2 separate regions of the Mus musculus genome follow, and region 2 is linked to region 1. The links are chromatin contacts, called in public HiChIP or PLAC-seq maps. All regions are on one chromosome and are shown on one strand. The core of a region is the stretch at or near the end of the contact, and the rest is flanking DNA. Distances in the headings are between cores, read along the strand shown.

Evidence for each region. HiChIP or PLAC-seq counts read pairs in DNA pulled down with a chosen protein or histone mark.
Region 2: a contact with region 1 is called in an H3K4me3 HiChIP or PLAC-seq map of forebrain, with 3 times the contacts expected there. The contact joins two enhancer-like sites. A contact is called at or near these places in 6 of 484 Hi-C or Micro-C datasets (CD4 T cells, the N1E-115 cell line, bone marrow-derived macrophages and 2 more), 12 of 115 datasets of contacts at active chromatin or transcription factors (SST interneurons, differentiating embryonic stem cells, embryonic basal ganglia and 8 more) and 1 of 9 other capture datasets (embryonic stem cells).

The regions. Positions count from the first base shown.
Region 1 is chr11:75,833,042-75,838,235 of GRCm38.p6, reverse strand. Rph3al (rabphilin 3A-like (without C2 domains)) reads left to right here. Exons shown (of 8, transcript NM_029548.4): 6 at 3,360-3,473; 7 at 4,688-4,834. The region is part of intron 2 of Gm12339 (predicted gene 12339); the gene reads right to left. Among named protein-coding and RNA genes, the nearest start is that of Doc2b, 40 kb to the right of the region's middle. Within about 2 kb of position 2,490, at least 21 of the 459 cell types and tissues checked have an H3K27ac peak or open chromatin away from gene starts, as enhancers often do.
Region 2 is chr11:75,958,798-75,963,991 of GRCm38.p6, reverse strand. It overlaps a transcript of Rph3al not described here. Among named protein-coding and RNA genes, the nearest start is that of 1700016K19Rik, 39 kb to the left of the region's middle. Within about 2 kb of position 2,066, at least 13 of the 459 cell types and tissues checked have an H3K27ac peak or open chromatin away from gene starts, as enhancers often do.

The sequences.
Region 1 (5,194 bases), core at 1,241-3,740:
GGATGCAGGTGTCACTGAGCATCTTAGAGCCCTGTGCCAAGTCTAGTTCCTAATTGCCTAAGTCCCCAGATCAGCCACAAGGAAGATGGAATATTCCAGGTCAGGAAGCAATGATAGATCATCGTGAACGCCTCTGCCCAAGAGATGGAGAGACCAAGGTGGAGGTTAGTCACCAACTCCTCACAGGGACTGTCCTACCCCTATTAGCATTAGCTAGCTGCCATCCTGTATTCCTGTATTGCCCCAGTGAGGGGGCGGGCATGGAAAGCTACTTGCTCCAGGTGTCTTAACAAGCAGCCCCACTTCCTGCCCACCCACCCCCACCTCCTGTGTCTGAGGACCCATGGGGTTAGTGTTTAGTCAGCCCAGCAATGAGTCAAAAAAAGCACGACGTAAGTGTTTGTAGCAGTGTTTGTAGCCCATAGGGTCTGATCTCTGAGGATTCACGTTCAGTCTAGATCTGGAAAAGGAACTACAAAAAAGCAAGTCAGGTTCTTTCCTATAATTCTCATGAACTGGGAAGGGCACAGGAACCCAGCCCCATCCCTCTTCTTCTTGGTTCTGTGTCATCAACGGCCAAATCGGGAGTCTTGCCAGTGGCATATGAGAGGAGGACCAAGAACAGAAAAGGGTAAGAGGCTGAAGCAGAGGAGGACAAGCCAGGGACAGACACATTCATCACTCAGAAACAGGAAGTCCACACAAGCCTTCTCTTGGTGGACAGGGGTGTGGGTGTAGCCCTCTAGCTGATGGGAGCCATTCTATGTCAGCTGGAGCACCCTGATGGTTCATGGGGAAAGCTGACAGAAGCACCCACAGGAGGAGACTGCCACTGTCATCCTGGTGGGATAAGGGACGGTCTTGGAGAGAGGAGGGGCATCTAGTACTCAAAGTGAGGAGGCAACAGGTTCAGCTTCTATTGAAGGAGGCTAGTGAGGTCACCCATCTGGTGGGTGCTTGCCCGGCATGCACAGAGACCTGGATATGAGCCCCAGCATCATGAAACTCGGCGTGGTGTGGGCTGGAGAGACAGCTCTGTGTTAAGCCTGCATAGAGCTCTGGTAGAGGACCCAAGACCACCTCGGGTGGCTCACGACATCCCATAACTCCAGCTCCGGGGGGGGGGGGGGTGTCTAATGCCTCTGACCTTCATGGGCACCCACATTCATGTGCATACACACACACACACACAAATAATAAATCTTCAAACAGAAATTTAGACATACTCAAATTCCCAGCATGCAAGTGGTAGAGGCAGGTGGATTAAAAATTCAACCATCCTTGGCAATTCAAGGCCCTCCTGTCTCAAAGAAAAAAGAAAAAAGAAAAAAATCCACTTGGATAGTAAAAGTAACAGGGCATGAAGACCAAATCAAGGCTAACACTATGTCATTATCAGACCTTCATTAAGCACTTACTATGTGCGGGCTACTTGGCTTTGAAGAGCCCAGAGCTAAAACTCTTAAGGTTGAGGTGTTTCGCCAGCTCCAACTTTGACTCCAAGAACAGTGGAGTGACCTGAGTCCCTCAGCCAAAAGGTGGCATAAGCTAAGACACAAAGACTCTCTAGAAGGTTCTGGATCGAGGGTACCAGGTGGAAACCCCATTTCTCCTACCTTTACCTACAGTCAGTTTTCCTGAGTGATCAGCACTTCCTCTGCTGCTGCTGCTTCAATTCAATCTCAGCTGACAGAACACTGCTGCAGAAAGTGCGCGCGCGCGCGCGCGCGCGTGTGTGTGTGTGTGTGTGTGTGTGTGTGTGTGTGTGTGTGTGTGTGTGTGTGTTTTCTGTTCTCACCTTCCCCAAGATGGGACCTCTGGCTCCTGAGTTAGAGGAGAAAAATGCTCTTGCTGAGATCCTGGTAAAGCACTCTGTGAAGACCTCACCCACCACCTCCCTCAAAACCACACTTTGCATTTGAAAGGAGAGCCGCCTCTGAACCTACTGCTCTGTGATTGGAGTCAGTCACCTCTCAGAGGTTACCTTTGACCCCACATCTACTTATTATCTTTATTATAACTTAGTTACATGCTATGTAAATTAATCAAGAGAGTTAAAAAAGAGGCCAGAGCTGTTTCATTAAAACCAAGATTTCATAAAAGTCTTGAAGGAGCAACTTGCCTTTTTTTTTTTTTTTTAATCTATTGAATTAGGCGTGGGCAGGCCAACTGCAAAAAGCAGAAGGAAGATATGAAAAAAAAACAAACCAAAAACCAAAAACCTAGTAAGATTCTGCTCTCTGTTCTATTTCCCAGGGACTTTAGTCTCCACTGATGAGAACGTGAGCCAGGATCACAGGCCATGATACAGGTTGGGCCAAATGGACCCTTTTCAGAGAAGCACCCGGGGCTGCCTCAGAAGGTTGGCACACGGATGTACGTCCCTGCTTAAAATTAAAATAGAACGTTTGAAGGATGAATATATCCTGTATTATGACGCCCACGGTCGATGAACCAGCCAAATATGGTGTTGAGTGCAGAAATGAGTGTGTTCACTGAGAGCTCCCTCCGAGCCCTCACTCCTTGCGGTTCATGACACCCCACTGTGCATGGCTGAAGAGGATGCAGGTTGGCTCCCTCCCAGGGCTCCTGATGAAGGAGAGTTAAGTGGTTAGGAACCTCAGCTAGTCTTCCAGTGTTAGGAGTCCATCATCGGGCTGGCGAGATGGCTCAGAGGGTAAGAGCACTGACTGCTCTTTCGAAGGTCCTGAGTTCAAATTCCAGCAACCACATGGTGGTTCACAACCACCCGTAATGAGATCTGACGCCCTCTTCTGGTGCGTCTGAAGACAGATACAGTGTGCTGTGCAAGTGGAGTTGACCAGAGCGAGCAGAGGTCCTAAAATCTTTAAAAAAAAAAAAAAAAAAAAAAAAAAAAAAGGAGTCCACAATCACTGACTGCCATGGGTACATGCCCCGCTCTCCTGCCTGTGAGACAGAGGAGGACTATTTCCTACCGATCTGAAGCTTTTGTGAGTTCAGTTTCTTCTCCATGAAGCCATGGCCTGTGTGTTCAGTGCGGCCAGGCAGAGACCTCAGAGTCCCTGTGCCTACACCAAAGGTGGTCATCCATTCCAACCAAGGAAAAGGGATCCAGTCTACAAGGAGGCCACGATGCGTGAAGATGGCTGGCTAAGGAGTGAGCCTTCACTAATGGTGCTGGCCATGTGTGGGGTCCATCCTCCTTAGCTGGTGGGAAGGAGCCTCTGGCCCTTCCATTGTTTCTCATGCCCCAGACAAAAGGGCTAACTGAAATTCTTGGCCACTTGGTGGTGGCAGGAGGGAGGCCTGCCCTGCCCTGCCCCACTGTCTAAGCAGGAAAAATAATCATGACTTCCTCTGCTGTCTGTCTGTTCCAGTGGTTTCCAGTGACAGTGACAGTGACTCAGATCTCAGCTCCTCCAGCCTGGAGGACAGACCCTTGCCCTCTGGGGTCAAGGGCACAAAAGGTGACAAGCCTAGAGGGGACTCAGGTAAGCGGCTGTTTGTTTCCAGAGCCTGAGGTGCTGAGTGGCGGTTTGGTTTCTTTGGTGGCAGCTTCTCCACTGATATCTGTAAAGTGTCCCTAGAAAGGAGTGAGTCCGGTGGCTCAGCAGAACCAGAGAGGCCAGGCCCCTCTGTATGCGAGGGATAAGACAGGGCCAGCAGGTTAACCTGGGCAGTGAGGTAGAAGCTGAGAGAGGGGAAATGGAAGGCTTTTCCTCTCTCTAAGCACAAGAATGGTCTTCTGAGAAAAGCACCTGCTTCCTTTATGTCCTCCTGGGTCAGAACTAGGACCTTCGAAGGAAGATCCAGGGAGGCTGATTTTACTGTGTAAAGAGAGAGCCCTACAGTATCTGGCAGAAATGCCACATGCCTGGCATGCACACTGTACCATCTCTCCATCCTGTGCCATGGCAGACATTACTAGTTGATTGTGGTGCTCTTTCCTACAGAGCCCTGATGCACCTTCAGAATCCTCCTTCATAGTTTCCCAAGTGCTGAAAACTACTCCTAGACTTGGCATCGGCATCCCCAAGAGGCTCCCTTAGGAAAATGTACAAATTGCCTACCAATCTTGGTTTCAGGACAAGGTGCTTCCGCTGCCTCCTCCATGATGGCTTCAGTCCCCTCCCACCATATCAACTCTCAGCTGCGTAGGATCATCTTGAATAAGGTGTAGGTTTGATGGTGCCACCCTCACACATATATGCCTTGTGATCTCCCTCCCTCCCTCCAGTTAGTACTTCTGTTTGGAGGCCACGGTGCATGTGCAAACAACTTAAGGGAGTCAGTTCTCTCCGTCCACCACGTGGGACTGGGGATCAAACCACACATACACACATGTAGGATTTAAGAGTCAGTAGTTAAAGGTGGTGTCTTATTACCATGTTCCCCTCTCTCCACATTACCAGACACAACCATTCCTTCTCCCCACCCCTCACTCTGTGAAGGCAGGAAAAGCTATTGATTGCCAATTTTCTTATCAGTAATTAGTTAGGGGAAGAGCCCATTCTGTTGCTCTAGTGTGTTTCGGGTCAATCAGCAGAGAGCAGAGGGCTGACTACAACAGGCAGGTGTGTGGGTGGGGGCCACTAGGCAGACAGTCCACATTTACCGCCCACAATTCCAGAGACAATTTGGCCAGCTTTTTGCTGGGCTGAGCTCAATGCATCTCCATCCACATTCACGAATGGTCCCCTTGCAGGTGCCAGCATGGAGTCACCCAGGCTGGGGCCTGCCCGTCCACCCAGCCATCTCTCGGGCAGTCAGAGCAGCCTAGGCAGTGAGGCTGGGACAGGTGCTACAGAGCCACAGGGAGGCACCCCAGCCCAGCCTGAGCCCAGGGTACCCGGTGAGTACTGCCTTGGCTCTGTTTGTCCAGCAGCAGTTTCATCCCATCCTCCCTCCCCTAGTGGCCGGTGACATTTTCAATTCTTCATATTTACTGAGCTCCGTGCCAGAAAGTGGGGAGCAAAGGTCAGCCAGACCCATCTCTGCCAGCTTTGGCCAGAGGGACTCAGAATGGTACCATCACTCGTCCGTCTTCCCTGACTCCTAACAGTCGCAGGCAGTTCCCACTGGGCCCAGTTGGGTCTGTCCTTCTTCTCCAGACCCCTGCTCCATGGTGAGCAAGCCAATGCCAGCCTGAATCCTGAGAGGGAGATTTGGGGATGTGTGGAATCTACCACCCCCAAAGGTGGCTTTCTGGGAG
Region 2 (5,194 bases), core at 817-3,316, 130 kb before region 1:
ACTTCTGGGTACTGTTTGTGTCCCAGCAGGTTGTTGCCAGGCAGTTGGCGCACCATTAGTCATGACCCCAGGGTGATGACCCTGGTTTAGGTCACATTTATGAGTGACACCCAGTGCTCCATGGGTAAAAGCTATGCTGTCTTGAATGCTTGTCAGGAAAGAGGTGCAGCAAGCACTCTGGGGGTGGGCAAGCCAGTTTCCTTCAGCTGCTGTCAATAGACCTTGTCCATGGACACCACCCAGAACAGGGCACAGCAGACGTGTGAGGAAGACAAGGATGCCATGGGCAGTGATCACAAGCTATTAATATGGACCAGAGGTGGGTGGGGGTGGAGAGACGGCTCAGCGGTTAAAAGCACTGGATGCTCTTCCAGAGGTCCCTGGTTCAATTTCCAGCACCCATATGGGAGCTCACAGCTGTCTGTAAATCCAGTTCCAGGATGTGGCATACACACACACACACACACACACACACACACAGGCAAAACATCAATGCATATAAAAATAAATAAGTCATAAAAAACTTAAACAAAAGAAAAGAAAAAGAAGGAAAAGAAAGAAATATGGACCAAGTGCTCCCAGATGCAGTTTCCTTTTATTTAATTCTCTGCCAAGGGAAGTTAGAACTATTAGCGTTATCCCCACTTTGCAGGTAAGAAACTGATGCCCCAGAGAAGTTAAGCATTTGCCAGATAACACACAGCAAGTACCTGGAATGACTGTCCTTGTGGCTAAGACTCTATGTGCTGCTGTATGGTCAATGGAAGGGCTGTGGTTTAAGACTGAAATGGTGAACGGGGAGGCTGAACAGGCCGGCTGCTCTAAGATCCAAGGTGTAGAGCAGTCATTTTCAACACTGTATCAATGCCTCACAGTGGAAAGGCATGTTCTGAGAGGGTTCAGACTGACATTGCTAAATAACCAATTAAACCAGAAAGGACTCAGAGTCCTTAGAAACCAGGACAACTGCAGACACTAGAACACCATTGCAGGTGAGAATGAGCAGTCAACGGCTGCAGGAGTCACACAAGCAGAAATCAGAGTGAGCTACAAGCTAGCATAGTGCTACCCCAGAGGCAGGAGGATAGCTGCAGGGCCTGCTATGTAGTCCAGGCTGACCCTGAATTTGTGTTCAAGCGATCCCCCTGCCATGGCCTCATCAGACTTTTTTTTTTGATTGGTCAAGCATTGTGTTTATACCGTTAGAATTTATTAATTCCCCACCCCCTTACTGAGGACAGAACTCAGGGTCTTATGCATGGAAACAAAGAGTCAACAACCGAGCTATGCCCTAAACCCAGGATTCACTTGTATGTCCTTTCGTGTCTATAGTATACTTCAATAAAATAAAGCAGAAAAGGGGCCACAGTGAGTGTAACCCTAGGGTGTGAAGCACAACTCATACAGAAGAGCCAAGCCTTTCACCTCACTGACTTCACCTTCAACCTTGGCTTTTGGTGATACGTGGGAGGTGATATGAGAGTGGACTTCCATGTTCTAGAAGGAGTTGGCTTGGGGATGGGGTGCAGGGAGAGCCTTAGCTCTGCTTGTACCCTTTGCACAGCACTGGCTCTGTCAATAGGGGAGATCACTTAACTAGCAGGTGGCTACTTGGCATGGACACTACCCCCATCCTCCTCCCATGATGGGCCAGGGGCAAACGGGTGAGGGTACATATATCCACACTGGCTGGTTGCTAGGGGTTGCTAGGAGCCCGCCCAGACCTCAGTCCTCAGAGTGAGCTGTCAGCAAAAGAGCATTGCAAGGCCTGTGGCAGGCTGCAGAGCCCAGCTGTGCTTCAAGAGCGCCCCTCTGTTCACACTGCATTTCCACGCTGCTAAAAATACCTGAGTGTCTTATGTAAGACTGCAGGTACCATGTGGACACCTTACGTAAAAGTACTCCCTAGACCCTGGACAGTCAGTCGCATGTCCCCATGACCGTTGTGGCACAGTTATGAAGCTGTTGGTGTTTGCCTGTCAAGGAAGAAAGCTGTAGTTGGTGCCCCGTCTTGTCAATAGTGGTTTTGCCTCCTTCACCTGTTGGTGTGGTTTTGTCTTTGGGCGTGGCCCATCTGAGCAGTTGAGTTGATGCTAGGCTTTGTGAGACTTGCTCTTCTGCTGGTCCCAAGTCACTGACGATGGATTCTCTGCTTCACCAAGATGCAGCATCTCAGAGTTAAAGAGCCTCCTGCATCCTTCAGGAGTCCCCTCCTTCTTGACAAGATGACCATTCGATTTGGCTTGAGTGTTCACAGTGATGGGACAGCCCATCTCATTTGTGGGCTACGATTTAATGGGAAAGATAAACAATGAAAATGAAGGTGTACAGTACAGGCTGAAACCAAGGAGAAATTTCACAGGGACCTGGGCTGTACATCCATGGGTTCTGAGGCTTAGAAAGGATGATCACTGTGGATGCAGTGTGTGTGTGTGTGTGTGTGTGTGTGTGTGTGCCTTTCTCTCTTTCTCTCTGTCTGTCTCTGTCTGTCTGTCTGTCTCTCTCTCTGTCTCTCTCTCTGTTTGTCTCTCTGTCTCTGTGTGTGTGTGTGTCTTTCTTTCTCTCTGTCTGTCTCTCTCTGTCTCCTTGTCTCTGTCTCTGTCTCTCTCTCTCTCTCTCTCTCTCTCTGTGTGTGTGTGTGTGTGTGTGTGTGTGTGTGTGGTTATAAATCAAACCCAGCACCTTGGGCATGCCAGGTAAGTACTCTATAATTGTCAGTCTCTGAGATAAATGTATTACAAAGTTCATCCTTTTTTTTTTTTAAGTTTATCCATTTTAAGAGCATGTCTTAGTTAGAGTTTCTATTGTTGTGAAGAGACACCATGACCATGGCAACTCTTATGAAGAAAAACATTTAACTGGGGCTGGCTTACCTTTCAGAGGTTGACCGTTCAGAGGTTTAGTCCATTATTGTCATGGTGGGGATCTTGGCAGCTTGTAAGCAGATGTGGTGTTGGAGAGGTAGCTGAGTTCTACAGGCAGCAGGAAGAGTAAGCCAATAAGCCTGGCTTGAGCTTCTGAAACCTCAAAGCCCCACCCCTAGTGACACACCTCCTCCAACAAAGCCACACCTATTCCAACAAGGCCAGTTTCCCAATAGTGCTACTCCCTATGACCCCATAGGGGCTGTTTTCATTCAAACCACAGCAGAGCATAATCTATTTTAATTTTTTTCTCTTTTTGTAGTGCTAGGGATTACCTATAGGCTTCCCAGGCTAGGCAAGCGCTGCACCATAGAGCTGTAATCCAGCCCTGTATTTTGTTTGTTGTTTTTGTTTTTGAGGCAGGGTCTTACTGTATATCCTTGGATGGCCCAGAACTCACTGTGTAGACCCTATCATAAGTCTGGCCTGTCCCACACAGAAAGATCTCATGGGTTCAGGATCTTTTCTGGAATTCAACTTTTCCAATTCTTTTTTGAGTTCCTCTCCAGTCTTATCTGATTTTATTTTGGTTTAGGATGGGAGGTAAGATGCTTGAGTTTATTAGTGGCCTAGTTTTTAGTACTGGTTTTCTATACCGATTACTTTTCTGGTTGCTTCAGTGAAATGCCTACAAGGCAACCTAAGGAAAGAAGGACTTAATTGTCTCACAGTTTGAATTTACAGTCCTCATTGGCAGGGAGGGCATGGCCAAAGGAACAGGAAGCAGATGGTCATGTGACATTTGCAAGCAGGAAACAAGATGACTGCTGGTACTCAGCTAGCTTTCTCTTATGCACCCTAGGAACAGAGCATGGGGAATGGCACTGCCCACGTTTAAGAAGGATCTTTTTACCTCAGTTAACCCAGTCGAGGTAATCTTTCACAGATGTGCCCAAACTACACGGCCATTATAGCCATAGTATTAAAAATTCAAGTAAGGACTGGAGAGATGGCTCAGAGGTTAAGAGCACTGACTGCTCTTCCAGAGGTCCTGAGTTCAATTCCCAGCAACCACATGGTGGCTCACAACCAACTGTAATGAGATCTGATATTCTCTTCTGGTGTGTCTGAAGAGAGCAACAGTGTGCTCACATACACAATTTCTTTTTTAAAAGTCAATTATAAAAAGCAGCTGTTGAGAGCTCCCTCCCTCCCTCCCACGTCTTCAGCCGCCATGGGCAGTACCCAGTGTTACTAGATTTGATGGGTGCTTTCTTCCTTCTTCTGACGGACGTAGAACGCCAGCTTTGCTATCGTAGACAAACACGCAAGATTCCAAGTTTTCTGGGTTTGTTTGTTTGTTTGTTTGTTTTCCTGAATCTATTGTTTTTCCTCCTCGGTTACTTTATCTTTTGTTGTTGTTTTTTATTTTGAGACAGGGCCTCACTATGTAGCCCAGGATGGCCTGGAATTCACTGTGTAACAGAGGATGGCTCTCAGCTCTTTATCCCCCTGGGTCCACCTCCTGTGCTGGGATCACAGACACACACCGATATGTCTTGCTTAGCTCACATTTCCATCATGACTTTATGTTAATGTCTGGACGTGCAAGCCCTTGTTCCTAATTTCCTTGGTTATGCTTGCCTATGTCTTCATTACTCTTTATGAAGTCTATGATCATTTCATTGCGTTTTCTACACGTATCATTAACACTCCATTTGGGACTGCATTTATGCAATAATAAATAGATGGAGTTTTCCAGCCCGAGATATAGTCTTCCTTGTGGTTCAGTTTTTATTTCTACCATCTCCTGTCAGAGCACCTAGTTTCATGGTTGCTTTTTAAAGGGGGTTGTGCACATTTCCTCTTAGGTGTTCTGTGTTTTGAAGACAATTTTAAAAGTGTGTATTCATTTAGCGTGTGAATATGGAAGTGATTCTTTCCTTCTATCACATGGGTCCCAGGGATCCAACTCGGGCTTGGTGGCTCATTGTGCCATCCTGCCAGCCTCGTGTTTATAGCTTTTGTTGCTCCTAGGAATACAGTGCTTTTCTCCAGCTAGCTCTCCTTCCCTCCATTTTTCCTTTCTTCTTGCTCTCTCTCTCCCTTCCCCCTCTCTCCCTCCTCCTCTCTCCCTTCTCCCTCTACTTTTTCCTCTCTTCCTCCCTCCCTTCCTTCTTCCCTCCCTCCCTCCCTCCCTCCCTCCCTCCCTCCCTCCCTCCCTCCCTCCTCCCCTTCTCATCTCCCCTTGGTATCCTCCAACCCAGGCAGATCAGGTCACTGCAGACTAGGCGCATTTTTTCCCACTGAGGCAAGACAAGGCAGCCCAG